Linked DNA regions of Sus scrofa: all the other regions are linked to region 2. The links are chromatin contacts, called in public HiChIP or PLAC-seq maps. All regions are on one chromosome and are shown on one strand. The core of a region is the stretch at or near the end of the contact, and the rest is flanking DNA. Distances in the headings are between cores, read along the strand shown. Region 1 has its middle 240 kb from the start of BTG1. Region 2 overlaps LOC102159120 (a long non-coding RNA gene). Region 3 has its middle 120 kb from the start of BTG1. Region 4 overlaps LOC106510428 (a long non-coding RNA gene).

Evidence for each region. HiChIP or PLAC-seq counts read pairs in DNA pulled down with a chosen protein or histone mark.
Region 1: an H3K27ac HiChIP or PLAC-seq map of skeletal muscle shows a contact between it and region 2, with 6 times the contacts expected there. The contact joins two enhancer-like sites. A contact is called at or near these places in 1 of 47 Hi-C or Micro-C datasets (heart right ventricle) and 1 of 2 datasets of contacts at active chromatin or transcription factors (skeletal muscle).
Region 3: an H3K27ac HiChIP or PLAC-seq map of alveolar macrophages shows a contact between it and region 2. The contact joins two enhancer-like sites. A contact is called at or near these places in 2 of 2 datasets of contacts at active chromatin or transcription factors (alveolar macrophages and skeletal muscle).
Region 4: a contact with region 2 is called in an H3K27ac HiChIP or PLAC-seq map of alveolar macrophages. The contact joins two enhancer-like sites. A contact is called at or near these places in 2 of 2 datasets of contacts at active chromatin or transcription factors (alveolar macrophages and skeletal muscle).

Annotation. Positions count from the first base shown.
Region 1 is chr5:90,569,529-90,572,616 of Sscrofa11.1, forward strand. No RefSeq gene overlaps it. Among named protein-coding and RNA genes, the nearest start is that of BTG1, 240 kb to the right of the region's middle. Within about 2 kb of position 1,338, at least 13 of the 83 cell types and tissues checked have an H3K27ac peak or open chromatin away from gene starts, as enhancers often do. A contact at or near this core is called in skeletal muscle, where this site is marked.
Region 2 is chr5:91,071,568-91,074,544 of Sscrofa11.1, forward strand. All of the region lies in intron 3 of LOC102159120 (a long non-coding RNA gene), which reads left to right. Among named protein-coding and RNA genes, the nearest start is that of BTG1, 260 kb to the left of the region's middle. Within about 2 kb of position 1,359, at least 38 of the 83 cell types and tissues checked have an H3K27ac peak or open chromatin away from gene starts, as enhancers often do. A contact at or near this core is called in alveolar macrophages and skeletal muscle, where this site is marked.
Region 3 is chr5:90,691,714-90,694,843 of Sscrofa11.1, forward strand. No RefSeq gene overlaps it. Among named protein-coding and RNA genes, the nearest start is that of BTG1, 120 kb to the right of the region's middle. Within about 2 kb of position 1,823, at least 16 of the 83 cell types and tissues checked have an H3K27ac peak or open chromatin away from gene starts, as enhancers often do. A contact at or near this core is called in alveolar macrophages, where this site is marked.
Region 4 is chr5:90,719,497-90,722,538 of Sscrofa11.1, forward strand. All of the region lies in intron 3 of LOC106510428 (a long non-coding RNA gene), which reads left to right. Among named protein-coding and RNA genes, the nearest start is that of BTG1, 94 kb to the right of the region's middle. Within about 2 kb of position 1,620, at least 8 of the 83 cell types and tissues checked have an H3K27ac peak or open chromatin away from gene starts, as enhancers often do. A contact at or near this core is called in alveolar macrophages, where this site is marked.

The DNA of each region.
Region 1 (3,088 bases), core at 88-2,587, 500 kb before region 2:
CAATACTCAGACAGCAGCCCACTCTAATTAAATCAGAATCTTTGTGTTGGGAGCCAGGTATCATTGTCTTTAATGGTATTCCCACGTGCAGCCAAGTTTGAGTGCCACTGCTAACAGCTTTTGTCTGGTGTGTAATTTCTACCCATTCATAGCAGAGCACATAATTAAAATCCTTAAGGAACTCCATCCCATCTTTAGATAGGAGCGATAGAGAGTGCATCGCCTAGGCTTTGCTAAGTTCAGTTTGCCTGCTCAGTGACTCTAAATGTTGATTAGGCTCCGTCATTTAAAGTGAAGTTCTAAGAACAAAATTTTAATTGTTTAGTTTTTCTTGAAAGCTCAGCTGTGTAGGCAACAGTGGCTTCTCCCCATGACAAGCAGCTGGTGCTGGGTAGCAGCAGATGGCTTTAGAGGGGGCCGGTGCTTCCACCTTTGCCCACAAGCCTCACTCACTAGCATCTCCTGTCTGCCCTATAGGAAGAGTTCTGGACACCTGGCATTGTTCAAATTTGGAGAAGTCTTTCAAACCTTAGCCTCTTCCATGTTAGAACGCAGGCAACTCCAACTTACTCCGGAGAGGCTTCTTTGATTGAAATGGTTCGAACAGTCCCTTAACCCCTGGATTGTTTAAAAGGTGATTGGGTTTCTCTCTTAGGTTCTCTGCCAGCTCGTTTTGCAGCCGCCCTCTCTCTCCCCCACCCCAAGAGAGTTTGTTCTGTTCTTTTGCTTTAAAAAGAAAACAAAGTGTGACTACACATCTATTCTCCAAAGACCACAGCTTCTCAAGGCTGAGAGCCAGATGCCTGTTTTGTTTTCCATCTAGAGCTGTACATGCAGAGAAAGTCAGCGGTGCAAGGCCCTTCTGCTTTGACCTTCCAAGGGCTGAATGCACAGCTAGTCAACAGTGGAGCTGAAAATAGAACCCAGGACTTTCAAATCATTGTTCTGCTCACTGGGCTGTGCTTCCTCCCATAAGAACTTGGTTAAACAACGTCCTGTTTTGCAAAAGTAGAAATCATATACTTGTGAGAAATTGGATGCCGAAGAAATACAGGCCCCACCCTCAGGAGAGATGGCACTGTGGCATCAAAGAAGCATGAATTCATTTCTAGCCCTGCAGCGTATAGACTGGATACGCTCAGAAATGTGTGTTGAATCATCATCTTTGTAGTGTGTGCCATGTCGAACAAGGAGTCCTCACTGAGGGCCAAGCGTGTATTCACCTAACAACCCACGGAAAGGAAATGTAGAATGTTGGAAAGAGTATCATGAAGGTGACAGGACGCGTGATAGAGGTGGTCAGGGACCTGGAATCTGAGTCGGGTGGCTTTTTGAGATAGGGTAGCAAGTGCTGTGGGAGGGACCAGAGGTTAGGTAACCGGTGATTCTCAGCTTAGGGATGTGTGTGGCCCGCAGAGAAGGGAGCAAGCAGATCTAAACAACAGGAGGATTAGGATAACCGACCCTTTCCAAAGCTCCTAGGAAGAGTTCAGAGCTCGCTCTTTCGTCCCACCATTTTGCAGAGAGCTCCTCTCTCCTTTAGGGAGATTGCATTGGCTTTCAGGAAGGCAGGAACCATGGGGTTCTCACTGCTGTCGCCCCCGCAGGCCTAGCACACAGCCTGTTCTGGGAAACAGAGCGAGCCAAGGACCCGACCTTCTGAGTTCCAGCCCTGGCTCTACAATCTCCCACCTGCGAGACTTGGGGCAAGTGACTTTGTCTGCGTGTCTCAATTTCCTCATTTGCAAAACAGACATAGTAATCGTCGTTCTCACCTCCAACAGTCACTGTGAAAACTGAGTTACTGCTTGTGAGGTTCTTAGAATATAGTACTTGGTACATAGTAGGCATTCATTAAGTGTTAGTTATTGGGGGCTATCAATACCTAATTTATAAATAGTCTAGCTAATAGTATTGGAGAGACTATGCCACGTGACTTGATAAACATTTTGCATGGATTATCTTCATTCTAAAAACAAGTACACAAGACAGCTTCTTTTATTGCTTCATATTACGGATGAGGCACTGAAGCACTCAGGGGTGAAGTAACTTACTCAGGGCCACACAGCTGGTGACAGGAGAAGGATTTGAAACTCTAATGGTCTGAAACCACATCTTTCACCACTCTTCTGCCAGTGAAGCTTGTATTTCCTAGGAGGTGATAGCTGCTTTATGATATTCTTTTGAGGCTCAAACATAATTTATTGACACTCTGAAAGTATTAAAAATATATCTACATATGTGAGGTGATGGTGATGACTAATAAACACACAAGAAATCCGCTCTCATTAGCCTCACTTAGCATCTCCAAAGGTGTTAAAGAGAATAATTGGCTTTAGGAACCAAAGAACAAGGAAAACTAGTCATTGCAATAGACCAAAATGCAATTTGATATGTGGGTGTCACCTATTCAAGATAACAGCCGTTGAATAAATTAACAAAAGAGCTTGTTGAGAACTGAAGTGACATGATCTTTCCCTTGTTTCTTGGCTGAAATGTACCCAGTTATGATACATTTTATTTACTTAGGTGCCTTGATCACTGAGTGGTTTTCTCAGCCATAAATATGAGGGGAAATGGTGAGATTATTTTTGTTGCAGAAATTATTTGGAGTGTTCTAGTGTTCTGGAAAGCAAACCAACCTTGAGGTTGGGAAATGAGGTTTCTGGCTGTGGCTTCATTATCAAGTAATTCCCTCTAGAACTTGAAGCAAATCTCTTAGCCTTTTAGAGCCTCAAATTTCTCTGTTTGAAAACAGAGCTTTGGATGCCACTGATTTATAAAATTCCTAGTTCCCGTGGAAATCTTTGATTTCCTCCCTCCTGGAAATTTTTATTATAAAGCATACCTTTTCATATCCCCACCCCCGTATATGTATTTAAACCTTTTTGAAATCAGATTATTTCAAAATTAAACCATACATTAAACTTACATCTTTTTCATCTTCTTCCCCTAAAATATTGTCACTAAATTGATAGCGTATCTTAGAATTAAGTCAAAGAAGTAGACCCAAGCATAAACAAACAACATAATAACCACTGCCACAAACAATAGCTAAAGCTGTTCCCAAGGCTTGGTTGATGTGTGA
Region 2 (2,977 bases), core at 109-2,608:
CATCACAAATGACTTTTCAGTCTTTGGTATTTAGTTTGGCCAGCCAGTGGTTCATTACAAAAGTCCTCTAAGAAAAGTTAAAACCAGTTAATGAACAGAAACAAAATGTAGAACATTTTTAAAAACTCCTTGATACCTTTCAAATCATGAGTGTATTTTTGTAACTTGTGTTTCACATGCCATTTTGCGAGAAAACCAATGCTGGCCTTATAAGCATCCTACCACTGTAAACGAGACCCCCTTGGGGGAAATTTATGGCTTCTCACAATACAGTCTCTAATATTTAGGCTCCAACTCTGGAAGGCAATATTATCTCTTTATCCTATGAGACTAGCAGGCTGACCAAACCAAGTCTGAAAAATTTAGATGACGTTTAAAGAAGTCAGACTGTGCTGGGCAGATAACTTTAGTACAAGTCTAAAATAGAATCAGGAACATTGGAGCTGTTCTACTTCTGAACATGGAGACATTCTGCCAAGACATGTGTCATCACTATAATGAGTGCACTGGAGGCTGGGACGAGTGTTGGAAAGTCCCCCAGTGAGGGGGCTGCCAAGAGGTGCTTCTCTGAGACCTTTCCTCCAGGTAACCAGGCTACTATCAAATTTAGCTCATACATGATTCTAAGAAGTAAGAACAGAGAAAATATTCCACACTAGAAAAAATGGTAAGTTTCTCTATAGTCTTGGTTTATTTCCAATAAGTCTTGACTTCTTTTTCCATCCTACCCTTCCTTCCAGAGCTAAAAAGAAGTTCAATTTAGAATAGGGCTTGCCATGAGCACCTACACAAATCCAATAATCGGATGATTATTTCAGCTTGGTTAATTAAGTGGATAAGGTTCAAAACCATGGAATCGAGTCAAATATAACGGGGACTTTATATCCACCACATTTTGTAAGTTCAGAGGAACAACTGGAACAAGTGGATTTTAATATTACAGATGCTCTTTGTCATTGTCTGCAAGTTTATCTGAATGGTACAAACTAAATGGATGAGTTTTTGAAAGAAGCGGGTGTTCAAGTGATACCAAATGACAAAGTGTATTAAATCACCATGTGGTGTGTGGCACCAGCTCCTGGCCCTCATGAGGGAAATAAGCCTGGCCCACATGTGGTGGTCGTTGGCAGAACTCATGTACACATCTCCTTTCTGCTGAAAAAGAACAGACATCTATTGGAAACAAACTGAAAAAGACACATCCTCTTTGATATGTCACTGAAAGGGAAAATTAATGTGATTGTAAGGCAACAGGATGTGGGTGTGTGACTCACAATGTAAGCGGCCCACATGATGCATGTTGACATCAGCGCTGTGGGGACATTTCCTTGGGTTTCACACCAGCAGCCGTTGAACGGGCTCCTTAGAGCAGCCCCACACACGCAGCATCAAGCAAGACTTCGTGGCTCTGTCTCTCCCACGGCCCTGGTGTCCACAGAGTCTTAGGGGAGAGCTGACGTTGCTCAACAACCCTCCCTTCCTCCGTGACCTGCTTCTTCCTCCAACCATTTGCACCGCTGCCATGCTCCAAGCTGCCCGGGAAGAAGAGCGAGGGCTGCGGGAGCCCTGCTCACTATCCAGCTCCCTGAGAGATAAGAGCAGCCGTTTCTTTCCCCATCCTTGTCCCAACCCGCTTTGTAATGATGGGAAGATGTTGCTCCCCAAAATACAGCTGAGGCTAGAAGCCATATGTGTGCTCGCCTCTATCCTGTGGACCTTATCTCTCTCTTCCTGATCGGGTTCTTCTGCGGTACAGGTTGTTCTGCCTCTCGTAATTATTGTTTGTGTACAAACCTTATTCCTCCTCTTTGAAATAGGGAACACGATCTACTCATCTTTTTATTGTCTGCAGCAGCTATAAAAGGCCCTAAAAATAAATGTTTATTAAGTTGAATAAACAGAAGCGTTTGAATAGAAAACAATAGGTACATTAACTAATCAACAATTTACGGAGTGTCACCTATGTTCTAAGCACTGTCCAAATTCTAAGTGTCACGAGTGTGAATACTCTAAATTCTTGCTCTCAATTAAGTCATTTGAGAGAGAGAGAGAGAGATCCCAGGGTGTAGTGGAATACAGAACAGGAAGGAATGTAGTCAGCCTAGGGCAATCAGTCCAGGCTTCTGGCAGAGGATGAGCTGACTTGGGTCCTGAAGGATGGGTGATATTCAAGAGGCAGAAAAAAGGAAACGGGCATTCCAGACAATATGAGCATTCTTTGCAAAGCCACAGTCATGGAAGTACAGTTTTAATTAGGAAACTAAGGACAGTTGAGACTGCAGCATTGAGAGGAACAGGGAAAGAAGGGACAGAGGAGAGGTTATTTACTTTCTATGGCTACATCACAAATGATCACAGACTTGGTGACTTAAAACATCCCATGTTTTTTATGTCAAGGTTTCTGTGGATTAACTGAGTCCTCTGCTCAGGCTGAAATTGCAGAGCTGCTTGGGCCTATGATCTCTTGGAGACTGAGGCGCCTCTTCCAGGCTCACAGAATTGTTGGCTAAATTCATTTCTTTGAGGCTGTATGATCCAGAATTTTTTTTTTTTTTTTTTTCTTGCTAGCTATTGACTGAAGACTACTCTAAGCTCCTGGAGGTCACCCTCAGGTCCTTGCCACATGGGTGGTCCATAGGCTCTGTCACAACATGCCAATTTGTTTCACTTCTGAGGTCACCTGGAGGGCATCCCCGTAACACTTCCCCTGTCTCGTAAAGACCTCACCTGATTAGGTGTGGCCCATCCAGGCTATTCTCTCTTTAAATTAGCTCAGAGTCAAGTGGTACATAACTAGAGATACACCATAATATTCACTATCCCTGCCCCATATTCAAAGGAGGGTATCAGAGCAGGGCATATCTGCAGGGGATTGAAATCTTGTCACTGTTTTAGTATTATTCCTATCACAGAGGAAGCAGCGGGAATAGTGGAGGAAAAAACCCCAAAAAACTGGGGTCCAAAACTTGAGTCTTTT
Region 3 (3,130 bases), core at 573-3,072, 380 kb before region 2:
TGGCCTCCTGTCACTTCTCACAATATACCAGGAAGCTCTGCTTTGGGCACTTGGCACAGGCAATTCCCTCTGCCTGAAATGCTTCTCCTGCCACCACCACGCCACATAGACTGAATTCATGCTTTATTTTCATCTCTGCTCTCTTATTACTTCATCCAAGTGGCCTTCCTCAACCACTATTTAAAATAATATCCTCACTTACCTGCCTTATTTTTCTTTACCTAGTTCCACCTGGCATGTATGCTATTATTTGCTACTTATTGATTGTTTATTAGCTTCTGCTAGGATCTAAATTCTTCCATGGTAAAAAAAAAAAAAAAAATGTCTTTTTTTCACTGTTTCATCTCTAGATATTAGGACAAATCTGGCATCTGACAGCCTTCCAATACATAATGAATTTTAATGAATTAATATATTTGAGCTGAGAGAAAAGGACAAAAGACCCCAGGCAGAAGAAACCAGCACCTACAAAGGAATAAATTTGGTCTGTTGAAAACAGGAGCGAGCAAACTTATAGCCTAGGGACTAAATCTAGGCTGCCACTTGTTTTTTGGAGTAAAGTTTTATTGAAATATAGCCTGGCTCATTCATTTACACTACTGTTTATGAATGCTTTCATTCTACCACAGCAGAGTTGAATAGTTATGAAAAGACCTTACGGCCTGCAACCCTGAACAATTTACTCTGTGGCTTTTTACAGGAAAAGTTTGCCAACCCTTGGTCTGAAGGGTGGCATGCATGGCGGACCTGCTGGGAGATGGGAAGAGTTGGTGAGGGCAAGCTGGAATGGGTTTATGTGAGTTTGGAGTCACATGTAAGTCAAGAGAGAGTGAGACAATGGGTGCTTTTAGGCAAGGGAGTCCCTAAAAGGCAGGAACTCTGTAATGTACCTTGCGTCCAAAAGAGTGCTTTCTGTTTAAACCAGGTATCCCACTGGCAGCTGATGCCAAGACTCCTGCCTTAATGTCACTGCCATGTGTGGGATTAGCTCTTGATATAAGAACCAAAAGGAGGAGAAAAATCCCTTTGCTTCGCCCCACCCCCATACTCTGTGTTGGCCTAGAAATTATCTTTCTCTTGTGGCGAGTCTGATACAGGCGGCTCCAACAGAATCCATTCTTGCCTCTAGGTAACTGGTCTCCTCTGATCTCAAGACTCTCAGAAACATGAGGTTGGTTCTAGGGTCACCAGGAGACTTGTGTCTTCTCAGATTTGTCGGTCCTGCTTTAGGAAGTTTCCGGAATTTGGAAACTTCAGAATTGCGTCTATAGGGGGTGACAAGAAAATCGCTAAATTGTCCGTGGCTTGACAGCTCATCAGACCTTTTCCAAGTTCCCTCAGCCATGATTTGTCAGACTTCGCCACTGGCTTAAGGTCAAAAGATGCTGATCCGTTTTGCTTTTACTCAGACTGGATTTCACAATAAAGCGGCCTTTCCCCTGCTGTCTTTGGTGCTTATGATTTTAGCTCCAGCCAGACCCTACGTAAGGGCAGGAGTAGATTTTGAAGGGGAAAAAAAGGGAACAAATGTGTTCTGAATTTCACAGAACAAAGTGGAGCTCTGGCTTGGGGTGGAGCTTGGGAGTAGCTGCCCCCACCCCTCTTCCCTCTGAGAACGCGGTAGTGAAATCAGGTCTGCTTCAGTGAAGCTGTGGCATTTGGGTTTAATTTGATAGATCCCGAAGTGCCTACTTCGGTTTGAGACTCGGTTCTGGCTTGACTTTTTTTTGCCCATCGCTTAAAGTGTATGTGTAAGCAGAGGAAGCCAAGTTTCCACTTGTATATACTGAATCCTTCAGCCAGAAGCCCACAGCCCTTAGAACAGCTCGTGTCGTTTATTGGCTGGCCTTTAAAAACTCAGAGTATGGGTTAACTGAAAAGTGATAGGTTATCATTTGAAGAAGGAAGTGGAAACTTCCAAAGAGACAACAGTCTAGCACTAAGCCAGAGAAACAGAACGTTGATTTCTGCTATAGCCTTTGGGACCCGCTCTTTCTTCTGGCTTTAGAGTAGATCAGAACTTTTTTTTTCTTTTTTGGTTTAATTTAATACTTCAACGTTCAGGAAGGAACCAGATCAAGCTTTTCTAGGCATTATCGGCCTGGGATGTGCTGAATCAATTGCAGGCTTCATTTTGTAGGAGTCGGTATCAATGGATGGGGTGCTAGCTCAGCCCTTTTGAAAGTAACAGACGGCGTTGGCTCCAATAATTACATTAAGATCGTGGATACACACTTGCCTTGGGGATTTGGAGTTCGGCTTAATCAAATCTGGATTTGACATTTCACAGCCCACATCAAGGATTTCTACAAAGGAACATCAGAGAATTGCCAGCTCTGCTTTTGGTCTGACTTAGTGCCTCCTCCTGGGTAACTGAGCAGGCCTTGTGCTCATCTTGTTGATACTTTGGCTGCATCTCTGCCCAGCTGCACAGCGCTCAAAGCTTCTGCAGGTCATAGTTTCCTGCCATCCGTGGAAAGGCATTTATTTAGTGCCGGCCATGCCCCAGGGCCCCGGGCTAAGATCTGGGATAGATGCGGTGGGGAACGGGACTAACGGGACTCTGAGCTGTGTTCGTAAAATGTGACAAACAGTAAGAGCGACAGAAGCTCCCCTGTGGCTGAAAAGCGATGAGATATTCTTATTCACTCATTACTGCCACGTCCTGGTAGACAATGCCCACCCTGGAGGAGTTTACAGCCCAGTCCAGAGGTTCTCGACTCTAATCGCCCAGGAAGTCCCAGGAATGCCGATTTCCAAGGGAAACAAGGCATCTGCCCTTCTTATAGGCAGATATTTTTGAGGCACTTGTCCTTCGGACCATGCTTTGAGAACTACTGATAAAAGTACAAGTAATGTGAACAAAGCATTGTGAAAATAGCACAATAAGTGCTACACCTGTCACAGTGGAGGCTCAACAGTAGAAGGGCACAGCCCTGATTCGGAGGCCAGAGAAGGTTTCTGAGACGAAGATCTGGATCTTACAGGATGATGGAGGGTTTCATGGGGCAGACAGTGCTGCCGCGGGTGCAACGGCTGGGAGGGGAAGAGCGTGCCAGGCTGAGAGGAGAGCAGGTGAAGGACACCAACGTGGAGCAAGTAGACCTGTTTAGGTGCCCTGTGCGCATAG
Region 4 (3,042 bases), core at 370-2,869, 350 kb before region 2:
GTAAGGATACACATCTAGAGAATGGCTATCCATGAACCAGGAAATGGGCCCTTACCAGACATGGAATCGGTCGGTACCTTGATCTTGGACTCCCCAGCCTCCAGAAGTGTGAGAAATGTCTGTTGTTTAAGCTACCCAGTCTGTGGTATCTATTCCATGTTCTATTATAGATGCCCAGTGGACTAAGATGGATGTAGATGGATGGGTAGATGGATGGATGGATGTTTGGAATCAGTGAAGTGTGGAACAATGTGAAACATGTTAAGACATAAGACATTTACAAGCATGAGATTAAAAAGCTGATGTTGAGTGAATTCTGGTCACAATTTAAAGACAGAGGGCTAGGGCAGAAAGATACAGGAAGTTCAAAGAAAATCAGAAAAATTTGCACACCCTGTAAGTTGTAAACAAGAACTCCTTAAGTCATAGACATCTTTGGAAGAAAAAAGTGCATAACTTCTTGGGATGAGTACATAATGCAAACATTTTGTTTAGAACTTTTCCCATTAACTGCTGCATAATCTGGTCATTTGCAGGGTTTTGTGTCTTTGATCTCTCAGACTTTTGACTGACCACATCTAGGAATGTAATGGCAGGGAATGGAATGGCAAGCTTCCTGACAAGAAAGGCCTCTAATAGAGCAACATGTGTGCTGACACCACCATGTGCTTGCCTTTGACCCTTGCCATGACTTGACCTCCAGCTTCTGAGCATTCTGTTTCCTAGCTTTGGATCAGAGGTCACCACACTTGACCTCTGGCCTCAGGGTGATTGCTGACTCTCCCAACCCACAACTTGGTTTTGATTGTTCTGTATAATCTGTCATTCCCCAGGGTCCAGAAAACCTCTTCCACTAGTACCCACCAGCTGTTACCACCTTTGTTCTCTCTCTCCCCTGGTCCTGGCTGACTGAAATCTATAGCCCCTAACAATGGTGTGGTCCCTCCACGTGGCCTTGTGTGCTGACTTTGATTGAGTGCTAATAGTTATTATTATGAGTGCCCATTTTCTGAAATGCTAACCATGCTGCTACATTCAGCATCTCATTTAGCATTCAAGCATCCCATGAGAAAGATATCATTTATCTGTGTCTTTGGAGATCAGGAAACTGAGGCTCAGCAAAATTGACTGTAACTGGTCTAAGTTCATACTGAATTGAATGTAACTAGTCTAACTTTATAAGTGTCAGATTTAGGACGTCATTTTTGCTTCAAATCTATTTCCCATGCTTTCTATTTGGTAAAGATTTGCCATAAAACATCCCGGGGTTTTTCTGGGTATTGAATATATGCACTATGAAAAAGCTTTGTTTTGATTTTAAAGATGTTCTGCGTTTCAACGCACTGGGCCACTCTTGTGAGGATTTTAAGTCTTTTCAATCCGACCTCTTCTGTAACCACAGATGTAATAACTAGTTCCATGAAGCTTTGACCAACTTGCACAGGTGCAAGCTAACAGTGCCTCATCTCAACTCTCTGATTCTTAGCTTAGGACATTTGTGGGAAAACACCACTCATACTTGCACAATTTAAAAGTGCCTGGGCGCTAATGCCCATGAGTTCACCCTTGACCACTGTGGGGTGAGAGCCAAGGAATCATTTCCTCCTTACATCACCCAATGGCCAGCTCCCAAGTGCCTCTGCTAAACCTCCTGCAAAGATCTTGTAGCAGTGAGTACCAGTTAACCATAGCAATGGTCAACTGGAAAAGCCATTTCTGTATCAAGTTCCCGCCTTCCTTGTTTCACTTCCCTTGTCTCTCACTCCTGCTCTCTGAGGTCACACAAAATTGACTCAGGATTTGTTGCTAGGGATACCCAAGTTGACCCTTCCTCTTAGTGAGTCTGGATTGGTAAATCTTTTATAAACCTGTAAGTCACAGTTTTACATCTGACGTGTCTGCATGCACAAGGAGTAATCAAGTTTATTTGACTTCTCAATCAGTTGATTTGGCTTTGGGAACAGTTTTATATCAGTGTGGGCAGATGCCACTATGGAAGGTATTATCAGTGTATTTGAGTAAACTTATTTGTTTTTCATTCATAAGGGAACTGTAATTAACTGCTAAGTAAGATGATTCAAATTGGTTTTGAAGTTTCCTGGCTGCCTGTTCATAATTCTTATGTAAATGGTAACTAAAGCCTTTCCTTGGTGATAAAAATCCACACTAACAAATCAATAACGGTCCTTTCCCGTTCCTGATCTACCCTTCTGCCCGTGCACATGCACTGTCCTTGACAAAATGGGTAATGTCTGTACCTGAATAGCTCAGGCCCCTATGCGCTCTGTGCGAACAGAATCCCTGGCCAGTTTCGCTCATTCGATCCCTGCTTCTGAACTGATTGAGGCGAGGAGGAAGGCGGACAGGGGTGCCTTCTTTGGAAAAGCTTCCTGAGGGTTCTGCTACTCACCTACCCCTTGCCTTTCTTCGACCCGCTGCCCCTCCGCACCACACGTGATCTCACACCTGTGGTGGAAGGCAAGCCCAGACGCAAATGATGTGGTGATGCAGTGAAATCATTTCCATAGCACACCGCCTTTAGAATCTCCATGGACAGAAAAGTAAACCAGATGAGTGAAGTCAGCGGAGGGAAGAAAACTGAAAATTGAATGCCTTTCTTTCATTTTGTATATATATTCTTAAGAGGCCCAGAGCTAAATTGCTTTTTATGAAATCTCCTTAGCAAGCAAATTTGTATAAAAACAGATAAGCTTAGAAATTCTCACATCTCTCAGAGAATCAAATATTCCAGGTAATTATGATCTGGGGACCTGGGGAATTGATGGTTGTGGTTTATTCTGAATGTCAAGCAATAAAAATAATGGAACAGAGATCATATATAGATTATACACCATGGCTGATTCTCTTGTTTAGTTTCCCTTTGCACTAAAAAGTAGTATAGTCAGCACTGAGCTAGCTGCACTATTTGACCAAACAGCAAGATTAGTCATATCAAAATAGTATTTGAAAGAAAGGATTCCATTAGCTGCTTTACTGTCTTTTGTGTCTGAGACAAAGCTAGCATCAGTGTTCCGTGTGGGA